Regions from separate parts of the Rattus norvegicus genome. Here region 1 is linked to region 2. A link is a contact called in public Hi-C data. All regions are on one chromosome and are shown on one strand. The core of a region is the stretch at or near the end of the contact, and the rest is flanking DNA. Distances in the headings are between cores, read along the strand shown. Region 1 holds the start of Ablim3 (actin binding LIM protein family, member 3). Region 2 holds the start of Csnk1a1 (casein kinase 1, alpha 1).

What was found. Hi-C and Micro-C count contacts between places; a contact is called where the count stands out from the background.
Region 1: a contact with region 2 is called in a Hi-C map of kidney, with 8 times the contacts expected there. The contact joins the promoter of Ablim3 here to the promoter of Csnk1a1 in region 2. A contact is called at or near these places in 4 of 12 Hi-C or Micro-C datasets (hepatocytes, kidney, mammary epithelial cells and 1 more).

The regions. Positions count from the first base shown.
Region 1 is chr18:57,645,267-57,647,966 of GRCr8, reverse strand. It overlaps Ablim3 (actin binding LIM protein family, member 3), which reads left to right and starts at 1,257. Exons shown (of 23, transcript NM_001191698.1): 1 at 1,257-1,633. The coding sequence starts at 1,621.
Region 2 is chr18:57,286,144-57,288,951 of GRCr8, reverse strand. It overlaps Csnk1a1 (casein kinase 1, alpha 1), which reads right to left and starts at 1,540. Exons shown (of 10, transcript NM_053615.2): 1 at 925-1,540; 2 at 276-382. The coding sequence starts at 1,047.

The DNA of each region.
Region 1 (2,700 bases), core at 8-2,507, 360 kb before region 2:
CTAGAATTTCGAACTCCGAGAGTATGAACATTCAGTTTTCTGAGTTCACACATGTCCCCTCTGGAGTCACTGTATAGACCAGGATGGTATATACGGTCTCTAGTCTGGTTATTTGTTACATTTTTGTAAGCATGAATTAGGCTAAGGAAATGCCAGAGTTGGCAGTCATAGGAATGTGAAGAGCCTCCACCTTATGTTGGCCGGTTGTCACCAAAGAATTCAGAAAATAGCCATGACAACTAATTGCTATAACAATAACAACAACTCGAGGTAAGTTAGCTGTACAAAAGCGGAGGTGACCCAGCATCATGAGGCTATGTACCTGCTGCCTTCCTCAGATGGGAGAGAGCAACAGGGTGAAGATGCTTAGACCTCCCACAATTAGGGTTGGGGTATATTAGGGTCACATAACACAAGGGTCATTTTTTTTCCGACAAATACTGATACCTACTGTGCCAGGCCCTGATGGAGGAGGTCTACTGAAAAGACCCTTTTTTTGTCATACAGTGAACGTTGCTTGTGCGACAGGGGAGGTAGGCTGTCAGAGCAAATTAATCTAGTGATCCCAGAAATCAAGAGAGTAAGTAGGGGAACGGGGACACGAGCTGAAAGGAAAACGGCATCCTGAGCATCTGTCTTATTTACTGACACAGCTACCTCAGGATCCAGTTCAGTAGGAACCTGCTCAAAGCTAAACTGCACCCAGCTTGTCAGCCCTGGGCTGAGTTGGGAGCTCAAACTCCAGCAAATCCAGTCTCTCCTTCTAAGTGATAACTTTCCTCTTTCCTTCCTTATATCGGCTCACCCCCTAGGTCCCAGGTTCACCCCCACCCCACCCGCCCGTACTACTGCCCTCAGGACATCAGGGTCCCGTTTTTTTTTTTTTAGGGGAGGGGGTGGAGTTGGTGTTTTTTTTTTTTTTTTCTTCCCACCACCCCAGCACTCAGGCAGAATGCCCTGCAGGGCGGAGCCTCAGACACGCGCCGGCGCGTCCAGCAGGTGGCAGCAGCGAGCGGCCGCGCCCCCCGAGCTGCCAAGCTGCGAGCCCACATCATGGATGGCGAGCTCTCAGGTTTCGCCTGGCTCGCCCTGGCATCCCAGACCCCAGACGACCAGCGGGATTCATGAGCCACTTGCAGGGGCCGGGGCAGGGGCCTCTGGCTCCCAAAACTGGACAAGAGGTGGGTCCCGGGGCGGGTCGCTGCTCCCGAGGCCGGGCGGGGACGCGCTGCCTCCGCCCTGCCTCCCTGTGGTCCACACCCCCTTCGGGCTCCGCAGCCTGCCGGCTGGGATAACGCGGGGTGCGCACGAGCCGGCGCTGCCAGCCTCGCTACTGCCCGGGGTTCGGGTCCCAGGTGCTGAGGACGAAGCACCTGAGTCCTCCTCGCCTGCCCCTCCTCTCTGTTCACCTGCCCTGTTCGTCCACTCGCCTTAAAGGCCAGCGGCTCCAGCCCAGACGGAGAGGGGCCAGCAGGGGGAGAGCGCACCTGAGGATACACAGCTGGCCCTGCTCTGCCTTTTCACCCTTAGGTGATGAGTGAGGCCAGGAGAAGAACACAAGATTTAAAAAGCAACCCGGGCCTCCGTTTTGAATGAACGACCCAGAGCAAAGGCATCACCATGAACACGAGCAGTAAGTGGATCCTCCTCTCCTTTGCCATGGGAACAGGGGTGGGGGCGGGAGGTTCAGGAGCCTGCGCCCGGGCTGCCTGGAAAGAGGAAGGAAGCCGGTATCCGCGGGGACACCTGACTCCTTCTTCTTCGGGTGCTTTCGGAGCTCCCTGGCACAGGGAGAGCTTTGAGGTCTGCCTTTTCCTGATGATTTTGCTAATGTTTAATCGGCAGCGCCAGTTGCCTCTGTCGGGAAAACTGCTGTCTCCTAGCTATGCCTGGAAAGGCCTAAGAAGCAGTAGTGTGGCCATTGTCTGACTGTGGGGGGCTCCCAGGAGACCTCCATGCCCACATCTGTAAATCCACGGAGGCCCTGCTTGTCCCGGGAAGAGCAGAGAGGCCGTGGGCGGACCTGGGCGGACCTTGGATGGCAAAGAGCAATTTGATAAACAAATCCTCATGAAGCCACCTTTAGGTCCTGAGGAAGATCCAGCTCCTGTTCCCTCAGTGGTCCAGGCTGGTTCCCTACCGACCTGGAGGCTGCTTAGCCTACAGGAGAATGAGAGGAAGTGGCAAACCCTCTGAGCAACAGCTTTGGCAGTAACTGCCCTGCAGAGCCTGGCCCGGACACTTAGGGCCCTGGATATCATGAAATGCACTCAAGCAACCCAGGAAGGCCCTGGTTGGGTTAATGTGACCCAGGCATTACCCTAGGAGGGCATGATTGTGTTCAACTGGCACTGTCTGGCTCTGTTTTCAACTTGCTGGCTGGGGTCATCTCGGTACCAAATCCGACGGTGGAAGCAGAGGCTCCCTGCAAGCATTCCCAGTTGGGGGTTCTGACTTTTGGGCTTAGTCCCAACTCTACATCTCAGATTGCTCAGCTATGAGATCTGGAGGGATAAATCAGAGACCTTTCTGATCAAGAACTGACAAGGTCTTTCTACAAATGCTAGAGCTTGGCAGTAAGGGCGGGGTGAGGGGGGGTTCAGCACCTGAGTGAGACGAGGTCCAGGCTAGCCCCGCTAGTTCCTGACCCTCCCTCCATTTCAAGGCCTTGGCACAGAGAGAAACTGCAGAGCCGCTGGG
Region 2 (2,808 bases), core at 291-2,790:
AAAAAGCCAACCCTTCCGCGTAGGGACCAAAGACGACCCGCACAGTTAACTGCAAACGAAAGCCTCAGGAAGCGGAAAAATGACAGAAGCTGAATGCAGCAGTACAACAAAATTTCAACTAAGTTGGAGAACTAAAAATTACTCAACGATTACGGTTAACTATGGAATCTGGAGGACGCAGTACCAAGACCGATTCATCGCGTCCAATTACCAGCCTCAACCCCTTTCACCATTTCGCAATTCCCAGCGATCGACTACGTGCTCAAGGTTCTTACCGTATGTGAGGGATGCCAACCCCACCTTGAAGAATCTTATACAGTTTGCTCTCGTACAGCAACTGGGGATGCCTGGCCTTCTGGGATTCTAGTTTCACTGCCACTTCCTGCAGAGGAAAGGGGACGATGGTATCAAAATCCCTACGGATTCAAACTCACTTGGGAAACGAGAAATGTTAGCAATGCTTGCTTCCAGTTGCCACTATGAGGACGTGAAGAGACGGGCATGTCCTCTAAATCTAAAGTGAGTGAAACAAAAGGAGTCATCCAGAAAACAGGCAACCTTGGAACGTAAGGCGAGACTTTTAAAAGGAAACTGTTCTAACTGGAACAAGAACCCCAGATTAAATTTGAGAAATACAAAGAAAACCATGGCGATCATACACGACTTCGCCCTTCTCCTCTTAAATAACGGTTAAAATGAAATACTTTGAACAAGGTGGGAAACCTCAGAGCTTACCCTCCCTTTCTATCGGGTTTTTCCTTTTTAGGGAAATAGTGGGGGAGGCTGCTAAGCCAGGAAAACTGGCTCGCTCTGGACTCCCTAGTGCGTGCGTGCGTGCGTGCAGTGGGAAGGTTTGGAGTACTTAGGGGGGTTGGGGGTGAAAAAAAGCCCAGCGTTAACGTTCCCCCAGAACCGGGTGATTACCTCGCCATTGGTGATGTTGATCGCTAGATAAATGTCCCCGAAGGAACCAGATCCGATCTTCCGCACCAGTTTGTATTTCCCACCGACGATAAATTCGGCCTTGGAGCCGCTGCTGCTCGCCATCCTGAGACGCGAAGATGGAGGCGGGGGCCAAGCCCCGACACCTCTGGAAGAGGATGGAAGCCTCCGGGGCTGTTCCACCCGGCAGATCTGAGGAGCGCGGCAGGCAACCTAAAACCAAGGCTTTGTTGGCGTTTCAGGGCGCAAAGGCGGCTGAGAGAAGCCGGATCGCCGCCGCTCGCTGAGGGCCTGGCCGCAGTTAGTTAAGGGTGGTCGCGGCTGCTGAAGCTCGGCCACTTGCTATTTGGGCGGCCGCCGCTGTTTCTTGTTCGCGGCGACGTCGCGGGCTGGGGAAGGGGCGCGGTGAATTAGGGCGGCAGTACCGCTGCCACCACTGCCGCCGGCTCCGGCCCGGAGGGAACCCGTCACTCCGCCGATGCCGCCATCTTGTTACTCCAGCTCCAGCCAACACAAAATGCCCCCAGTCCCCGGGAGCCGCTTCTTCACGGCGCGGAGCACTCTGGGAAAGGGATCTCGGGCGCTCTTTCGGTAGGGTGGGCTGAGAGAGGGAGGGCGGAACCGGATCCGCGAGAGTCGCAACCCACGCTCCTAGCGTCACCCAGCCACGCCCAGGTGCGCCTGCGCACTGAGATGCCTGCGGGCTGCGCAGGTCTGGTGTAGCCTGTGCTCTTCCCCGCCCGGGCTCACTTCCACTTCCGGCCGTCCGGGGCTCTACTCTTGCTACCTGTTAATCACTTTGGACCCCGAGGGCAGTGTCTTGCTATGCGTCAGGCGAGCGCGTTAGGGAGTCACCTTCTTTTCAAATGTGGCCAATGAAAGCTTCTGGTCTCCTTGGGAGTTGAGTGATCTTTTTTCCGCGTTTGAAGCGGTTTATAGCCTTTGATCCTTTTTCAGGTCACTCTGGAGCCGTCCTTTTCCTGCACAGTGTGTCGAAATAGGTTGTGGCCTCTGATGAGAAAAGCTGCGCCGGGCGAGCTGGGTTTAGGAAGTGGCAGATTCCTACTGATTATTAGTAATTAAGGGTTCAGGGCTCCGTGAAATGTCGCTAATTCCCCTTCCCCCATTTTTTAAGGGAACATGAAGAACCTGGTATTAGTCTCACCCTGTGTCTGTTCGTATTCCTTTGAATACACTTGATCTGAAAGGAGCAATTCTAATAGAAACTTCATTATCACTAGCGTTATGAACAGAAAAACTTGACAATAAATTTGCGCATAATAAAATTTGCTATACTTATCCTTCAAAGAAGCAGTTTCGTCTTGGATCATGTCGAGAAGTACATTATTAGTGCAAAAGGTACAAATGAATATTACAAAATAAAACCGACATCGTTTAAAACAAGGTAATTTTTTATTAAAAACTGATAAAACGGGACTTGTCTTTATTTTCAAGTACAAAATTTTACTGAAAATTAAGGTTTACAAAAGCTCCCTCGGGCACTATGAAACATGAGTATAGCCTGTAAAACTTTTTTAAGTCAATGCTAAAATAAACATTAAAATGGAAAAAATGGTGTATTTTTATTTGTGTGTGTGTGTGTGTGTGTGTGTGTGTGTATGAGTTTTTGTGCATCACATACATGGATGCAAGAGGGAACTGGACTGCATGAACTGGAATCACCGGTGCTTGAGAGGTACCTGATGCAGGTAACAACTGGTCTCCAGGTCTTCTGTAAGAGTAGTTAAGTTCTCTAAACCACTGAGCCATCACTCCAGACCTAGGAAAAATGAAAAAAAAAAGTCTTAAATACAACTTTGAACACTGGTACAGTAGTTAGAAGTAGAGACTGTCTAGGGCTTAACA